Regions from separate parts of the Nothobranchius furzeri genome. Here region 1 is linked to region 2. Evidence: chromatin contacts called from public Micro-C data. All regions are on one chromosome and are shown on one strand. Each heading gives the region's core, a stretch centred on a gene start, on an enhancer-like site or on the middle of the called end of the contact. The rest is flanking DNA. Distances are from core to core; before and after follow the strand shown.

What was found. A called contact is a pair of places that touch in the nucleus more often than the background predicts.
Region 1: a Micro-C map of tail fin shows a contact between it and region 2, with 14 times the contacts expected there. The contact joins the enhancer-like site here to the promoter of cldn10e in region 2. A contact is called at or near these places in 2 of 2 Hi-C or Micro-C datasets (skeletal muscle and tail fin).

What each region holds. Positions count from the first base shown.
Region 1 is chr14:57,273,545-57,277,531 of NfurGRZ-RIMD1, forward strand. It overlaps abcc4 (ATP binding cassette subfamily C member 4 (PEL blood group)), which reads left to right. Exons shown (of 31, transcript XM_015952434.3): 14 at 1,398-1,494; 15 at 2,023-2,220; 16 at 2,504-2,641; 17 at 2,718-2,755; 18 at 2,834-2,931. Among protein-coding and RNA genes, the nearest start is that of dzip1, 26 kb to the right of the region's middle. Within about 2 kb of position 2,262, at least 2 of the 3 cell types and tissues checked have an H3K27ac peak or open chromatin away from gene starts, as enhancers often do. A contact at or near this core is called in tail fin, where this site is marked.
Region 2 is chr14:57,228,125-57,232,191 of NfurGRZ-RIMD1, forward strand. It overlaps cldn10e (claudin 10e), which reads right to left and starts at 2,649. Exons shown (of 5, transcript XM_054743199.2): 1 at 1,435-2,649; 2 at 1,183-1,344; 3 at 260-341. The coding sequence starts at 1,666. It overlaps cldn10a (claudin 10a), which reads right to left. Exons shown (of 6, transcript XM_054743200.2): 6 at 3,603-4,067. The coding sequence ends at 3,964.

The sequences.
Region 1 (3,987 bases), core at 1,012-3,511, 45 kb after region 2:
GGCCCACAGACAGAACTCAGTGGTGGGGAAGGATCTACAGTTGTCTTTTAAACCGTATCTGCACGCTATTGGGCTTTGAACAGCGGGATGTACTCATTGCTACGGATCTCAGTTAAAGGGTCAGTCCACCATAAACTGTCGATGAAGATACAAGTACGTCCTTTTTCTAAATAGAGGTCTGAAGTACCTCAATCTGCTCTTGACTAAAAGAAAAGACCATGTTTTAATAGTCCAAAGTTGATGCCAATGCTGTTTCAAACGAGCCATCGCCATTTTTGTTGTTTTTCTCTGTTGTATCATCCCACCCATTAGTCAGAGCGCTGTGATTGGCCAACCAAACCAATAAGAGGGCTGTGATTGGCCAACCAAACCAATAAGAGGGCTGTGATTGACCAACCAAACCAGTAAGAGGGCTATGATTAGCCAACCAAACCAGTAAGAGGGCTATGATTGACCAGACACATGGCTGGTCCGGCCTGCTGAGGCTCTAATGGAGCGTGGCTAGACTGACCTGCAAAGCAAACTCATTTTGTTTTTTTCAATGGCCTCTCTAGATTTCTAGGCTAGTGATCACCATCTCACCTGAACCAACAGGTGAAGGTAAGATGCCCCCCCCCCCCCCCAACCCTTCCAACTTGGTTGAGGCAAGAGCTTCTACTATAATGGCACTGCATGTCTGCACCAACACAGTATAAATTAGGCTTTACTTGTTTGGGTCTTTCTTTACCACAACAATGTGATTCAGCCCTGATCCAGCTGTCCATCTATAGAGACACAAAGCTGAGTCCTGGTGGAGCCCAGCTCTCACCAGGAACTGGTCAGATTTACTGCCGACCACATGGACCAGACTCCTTTGGTACAAGGACTGAATGGCCTTTCACAGATGACCATCCACCCAAACCATAGTGCCCCCCACAGGTCTCACCTTCACATTTGGACCAATTTACCAAGGGAGGACCCCATCAGGAGCCCCAGACAACATCTCCACCAATCAGCAGACCTCTTGAACTCCTCCACCATGGTATTTGGTGGTGGTTCAACCTGATCTAGGCCTGAGATTTTTTATCAATTACAACTTCATTTGAAAAAGCAAGACGTGCTAATGTTAGCATCTGTAATCATGAATGTTGCTGCTGCTTCTGTGTTGATGCTGTTGACATGTTTATCCACCACAGGGGCGGAGAAATCCGAGCATGTTAGAATTCATCCTAAATCCTTAAGTACAACCATGAAACCATCAGAGTCAGCAGGAGAAACGGACTCCTTTAGGGAACTTCGGGTTTCTGTTGTTTTTAATGGACTTCACACAGACCAGAGATGAGATGATTATTTTAATCCAGATTACTGTGGCCGATGAAACATCAGAACATGTCTGCTGTGTGCCTCGTCTCCATCAGGTGCATCTGTGGGCTGCTGAAGAAGAAGCCTCGTATCCTGGTGACTCACCAGCTGCAGTACCTGAAGGCAGCTGATCAGATTCTGGTGCTGAAGGAGGTTTGTTCCTGTCTGTCGGCTTTCCACAATGCCTCTACAGCCAATCTACACCCCTGGTTCTAGTTCAGCCTTGTTTAGCTGCGCCAACACACCCGATTCAGGGGTTCAGTCACTTCTTAATCACCTTTTGATTCAAAGGAAACCTCAAACCATCATTTCATCAACAGGAAGCTTTAACTTGACTGGTTAATGACCACGTTAGTGGACACCAGGTCTGTTTGATATCAGGAGTGAGTCTGAGGACCTGGTCTGAGTTTCACGTTAACAGGTTATGTTTTATGTCTGTTTTCATTCATTTTAAGAGCTCAGGTAGTTTCCAGTAAGGCTGTCTGGGTTTAGAGACCCTAAAGTAGCTGTGAGCGTTTAAACTGGAGCTCAGATGGTTTCAGTCGGAGTGCATCTGTTTGTCATCAAGGGTTTCTGCTGCTGAGGTTCTGTTTAGATGTTGGCAACAGGGTGTAAACTGTGTGTGTGTGTGTGTGCGTGTGTGTGCGTGTGCGCGTGCGCGCGTGTGTGTGTGTGTGTCAGGGTCACATGGTGGCAAAGGGAACATACACGGAGCTGCAGAGGTCTGGGGTGGACTTCACCTCCTTACTGAAGAAAGATGAGGAGGAGGAACTGCAGCCCCCCCATGACGTTCCGGTCAGGAGCAGAACTTTGTCCCAGAATTCCACGCTCTCCCAGACCTCCTCCGCCCACTCGGTCAAAGATGGAGACAACCTCCCGGTTGGTACAGCTCCTTTTAAAAGCTATTCCTGCGTAACTGGTGTGTGCTGCCATCCAGTGGTCTAAATCAGTTACTGCAGGTAAATTGCTGGTTGTTAAACTCGGCTCCATAAATACCTGAAGCTGTAAAAGTAAAACGCTGATTGTTAGAGCTGGGTCACATGACCTAAAACGTCACATAAACCTAAGAACTGTTGGATTTAATGTTTGATTCAGCTCAGTCAGTTGAACTTTCAGATACAGAGAAGAGCTCCTCCTTAGGTGTGTGTGTGTGTTCTCCCAGGCGGAGGCGGTCCAGACGATGTCGGAAGAGAGTCGGGCTCAGGGGAACATCGGACTGGGTCTGTACGTGAAGTACCTGCGGGCTGGAGCCAACATCCTGCTTCTGCTGTTAACGGTGCTGGTCAACCTGCTGGCTCAGGTAAACAGAACCAGACCTGATTTGATCAGACATGATCAAACGATCGCTCACACCTCTGTGGTTTCTCCTCCTCTAGGTGTCGTACATCGTGCATGACTGGTGGCTGGCCTACTGGTAACCACAGCACACACTGGACTTTAATCATGACCCTCCCATCTTTTCTCATCTATTTCTCTGTTTGTGATTGATCAGGGCTGAGAAGCAGGACAAGCTCTCACAACAAAACACCACCATAAGTGGACAGAACTCCACTGAGCTGGACATAAGCTTCTACCTGGGCATTTATGGAGGTATGGAGCTTCGTAGATGATCCGTCTGCTCAGGGGCACAGCTACCTACTTTATGAGGGGTATGCGACCACATAATTGAGCCCCCCCACCACACACACACACACACACACACACAACACCATCCCATTGCCCATAAGGTCTTTCACCAGCCCTCTGCTCTGCACTTCTCTGTTCCTCTCCCTCTTCTCTCTGTTCTCTCTCCTTCATCATGTGGATCTCTCTGTTTCTGTCTCTCTTCTTCATCATGCTGACCTCTCTGCTCCACATTCTCGTCTGCAGTCATTGACTTGCCTTGTCTGCCTGCACTTATTTTTCTTAAAGGACAAAAAGATGGTCATTAAAATTCTAATCATACTAGAATTCCAGGTTTGTAATGACCATTCTAGTATATTTATTCCTATCTGTCATCACTGATCTCACTCAGACTTAGACTTAGTTCCTCCGGCGCCTACTGGCGCATTGGGCGCAAAGTAATCGCCAGCGAGCTCTGTCGGCCGCGACGGCCTCGGCTTCATCCCATGACAGGTTCACGGCACGTAGGTCTTCGATAAAAGTTCTGCGCCATGTGATTTTTGGCCGTCCTTGTTTCCGTTTTCCGCGTCCTGGGGTCCACAGCATGGCCACTTTTGGTATTCGTGTTTGAGCCATTCGTAGCACATGGCCCCCAAACCGAAACCGTCGCTCTGCAACGACCTCAGCGAGTTGGCGTGTTCCCGTTTGGTGGTGGATCGCTTCATTCGTGATGTGGTCGAGGTAGGAAATGTGAAGGATGCGCCTGAGGCATCGTTGTTGGAACACATTGAGACGATCTCAAGCATTGTTTAACAGCTATAAATTACTACTCTTGAAAATGCACTTAATCATTAGAAATAATATTTAAAAATTGATCACTTGGTATTAAGTGAGTGTTCACTTCCACCTAGTACTAGACCAACCTGTTGCCTTCCTCTCTCTGTCCTGATTCTCTCTCTTCTTTTCTTCTCTCCATCCTCACATCTGAATAATAAGACATTTGAATTTAGAAATTTTAAAAAATACAAGACTCAAACTACATAT
Region 2 (4,067 bases), core at 1,399-3,898:
TTAAGGTAGCGCGACTCAGGGTTGCGAATGACCACAGTCTCCAATTCTTGTCATATGTCTTGCCCATGTATGTCTGATCTCTGAATTGTGTGTACTGAAACTCTAATTTCCCTCTGGGATTAATAAAGTATTGATTGATTCATTGATTGATAATCTGTATTTTTAGGGAATATTACATTTTATTGAATACCTTTATATTCTAATGACAATTTATTAAAAGTAACCATTTACAATAACCTGACTGTGGACTCAGTCTTACCTGAGGTTAGTAATGTCAGCGTCGAGGTTTTCCATTGACACATATGTTGCATAAACAGCATACGCAGATATGGACAGCACACCTGCAGGGAAAATCATGTTCAAAGACAAAATATAATAATTAACAGATTCATTAGAAACAATGTTGTTTAGTGTTCTTATTGACCTGGTCACTGAGTACAACAATTAGCAAAGCTGACAGGATCATGCTTAATTTGTGACATGATTAATTTGTGACTGACTGAGTCATACTTCCTTGGTGAGTGCATGTTAGCACTAGCCTAGCTAGTGTCGTCTCAAACTTCAGACATCCAGAGCATGGTTTTCAGTTTGAATTGAGAAAGCTGAAAACCTCCCAAAACAAAAAAGATGACCAGTTCTTACTACTGTAGTATTCTTTTAGAATGCTAATGTCAGCATGCTAGCACGCCAAGCATGTTTTCCACTTCATATTGAACTTCTTTACTAATTTAGTGATGTCATTAGGTTTGCAGCAGTCACAGAAATGAGAGCATCTGAGAAGTATTTGTTGTGATGTGGTAAGCCAAATCATGTTTAAGGTTTGTTCTCAAAGGGGAAATTTGGTGCGAGCGGGTAAATGGTAGTGGCAGTCTAAAATTAACAAATTACTCGAGAGGGATAAAAGTCCCAAAAATTTCAACAACAATCACAATTTTAAAGAAATTACTTTGGAAACACAACATAAATAAGCTGCCATAAAGTTTTTTATCTTCTGATGAAATGATTATTCCAACCTACTGAATCAAGGTGAATTATCTCCTCTTTTTATTCTACTTGGTTTTGATTAGACTCATTAGGATCCCAAAACAAAAGGAATTCACACATTTTTTGAAAGCACATTCTTGTACGGTCTACAATGCTGAAATCTAACTGCTATCTTTTTTATGACAACTAGACATTTACCACTGAGGATGTGGCAACATCCACCCGTACAGATCTTCCTGTACTTGGACTTTTCTTTTCCTCCAATGTAGGTGCATTCCATGCCCAAAAGACTGAGTACAAACCCCAGCATGCCCACAGAAAGAGCTCCCATTAGCAGGCCTCGCACTATTTGGACATAGCCTAGAATAACACACAATGACAGGGAGACATTTCTAAAAGCAGACTTCCAAAACCAAGTAGCTTGAAAAACGCCAATATGTGTTTACATACCATTCACAGACCAGAGCACAGGGAAGTCACGACAGTTAGTTACGGCAGTTGAGTCTGTATAGCAGGATCTCCACAGGCTGGACCAATACCAGGCCACTTTCATAACGGCTGAGCCCCCCATACCACCGATGGCTGAGATCTTCCAGCCCTCCATGGCCAAAGTGCAAGCTACAAAGATCCAGCCCAACACGGTCATCAAGAAACCCCAGATTTGCACTACTCGGATCTTCATCTTAAGGTCTCTGTGTGTGGATTTCTGTCTAGACAAGCTTTAAAATTTCCAAACTCTTAAGATTTTTTTTAGCTCAGTTCGGTTTTGCTGATTATCCTCTTCACTTCAAGCATGAATCATAATGAATTTGGATCCAACATTGGCTCCCATTCGAAGGCAAAGGGATGTCCAAGTAGTCGAAGGCAGTGGAGCAACTAAATGGACTGAGCCCAAAGAGAGATGCAGTTCTGTTTACCGGTAATGCATGTGGGTGAGAGACAATGGCGACTATGGTTCCCATGTGTCATCAGATTTGGATCTAGACAGAGACTGCTTCGCCAAGCAAGCATCTCATATTTCTGAAAAATCACAAGGTGTTTCACAAAAGCAAACAAAAAAATTAAAGTATAAAAGATTTAAAAAAAATGTGTTTAAAATTAGAAAAAACATTGTGATAAAAATTGCTTGTGATAAAAAAAACCTTGCAGTGATAAAGCTCCACCAAAAGGCAAATGAGTGAAGCGTCACTTGAAATAATTGCATTTGTTCTTTTCTTTAAAGCTGTGGTTGACTGAAATTTTTTTAAATGATTCTTCTACACCCATCTCCTGCGTTAGCTTGTCATAGAAAATAGATGGTGAAATGCTAGAGTTTGAAAATCCTCACGCTGTGATGTCACACTGTGAATTTGCATTCTTGGCCTTGCCCATCTTGCATCACATCCACCCACAGGAAGGCTTTTAAAAAAACATTTTTGCAGCGGGGAGAGAGAGCGGAGAGTGTGTTGGTGAAAGTAACTTTGCAACATGGTTGAACACGTTCTGTTAGCCAATCAGAAGCGAGGTGTGTGCATATCATTAATAATAATGAGCAATCCTGTTGTTTTTATCCCACCTCTGCACCAGAAAATTTCTGCATCTCAGAACAGGAGCTTTAAAAAAAGACTCATAAAGCATGGCTTTACACTAGAGAACACTGCAAATGTACTGAATAAATGAGTAAACTACTCCTTTAATTCTTTTAAAGCGTAGCTAAGTGTGTATTAGTCTAGAAAATCAGATCATTTCTTCAATAATTCTACTTAACATTTTAAACAGTATAGTTCTACATATTCAGTTTATTCTCAGGCTTTTCTGGAAGAAACATTAAGAAATTCTATCCAGAAGTGATCCAGATACTCATCCAGGTCATTTTTGTGGTGATGGTTCTGTAACCATAGCAACCCATTGTTGTTGTTAGAGCAAAGTCACTAGTTAGTCAAACTATTGCTTGGGAACATAAAAAATGTTACCCTTTTTGGCCTTAATGATTCAAGGCCCTTCTCAGTAAAACAACATTTATGGTCATTTTTATTCACTTTATCAGTGAAACTTGTTTTCAGTTATCAAATGTCTGGTCTAAACACACCCCGTTTAGTAGACACTAGTCAGAATGTGGAAGTTAAAAAATTTAGAGATAATTTAAAAATCCAGACAAATTGATGACATTTAGAAACAACAATCCCATAACTAAATGTTACTATTGTTCAGTTTAGGTCTATTAAGCAGATGAATCTAATTATATTTTGCACAATATAAATATGATGCCTCTTTTCTCAGATCAGCTGTTTTATTTTGGCACCTTTGATTATGTGGCAGAGTTACGCTGACAGACCACTCAGTGGCGCTGTTCCATTGTTTTTGGCTATGAGGAAGTGGAAAACAGATCTAAGCCAAGAAGTTTTACATAACATAAATAACTTCTTGGTGGCATGGAGGTCTGACAGGAAGGAAGACCTCCTTCAGAGCCTTCTAGAAACATGCCCGGACAAATCTTTTCCAGGAACTTTTTACATGACGTGGTTGAACTTTTTTTGAGACATTTGATCTAATGCAGCTTTAAACTTCAGTGTTCACAGTTAAATAGTATTAGATTCAAATAATAATAATAATAATAAGACATAATTATTCAGCTTTGATCTTTTTTGTCAGTTCATAACAGCAGCTTTTAATCAGAAATTTTCTTTAAGAAGACAAAAAAGAGCGTTTGGATGTTAAAAGGAAAGTGTGTGTTCATTTGCAACAGTCAAGAAAGAGCAGCATGCTGAAGGTGACCGGAGAGCTCTGGTGCTGTTTTGTGCCAAATGAAATTTTCTGCCTTGCAAAAAATAAAATTAAATTAAAAAAAGAGCTTATCTTTTATGAGTTATTGACAGAAATGACCCAAAGAGTTGGTGTACTTGTGCAGGAATCTGGTGTCCCAGTCCAGCTTCTAGCTGAATCAGATTATGGTTAAAAATTATGAGCATTTCTACAATAAGTCACAAAACGATTTCAGATTTACACGTAGGCATTTCTTCCAAACTTCCCTGACTCCCCCTGTGGTTCCTTGTGTAGACTGTTGGCTGTCTGGCGCTGGTTGTGTGTTGTTGCAAATGATGCCA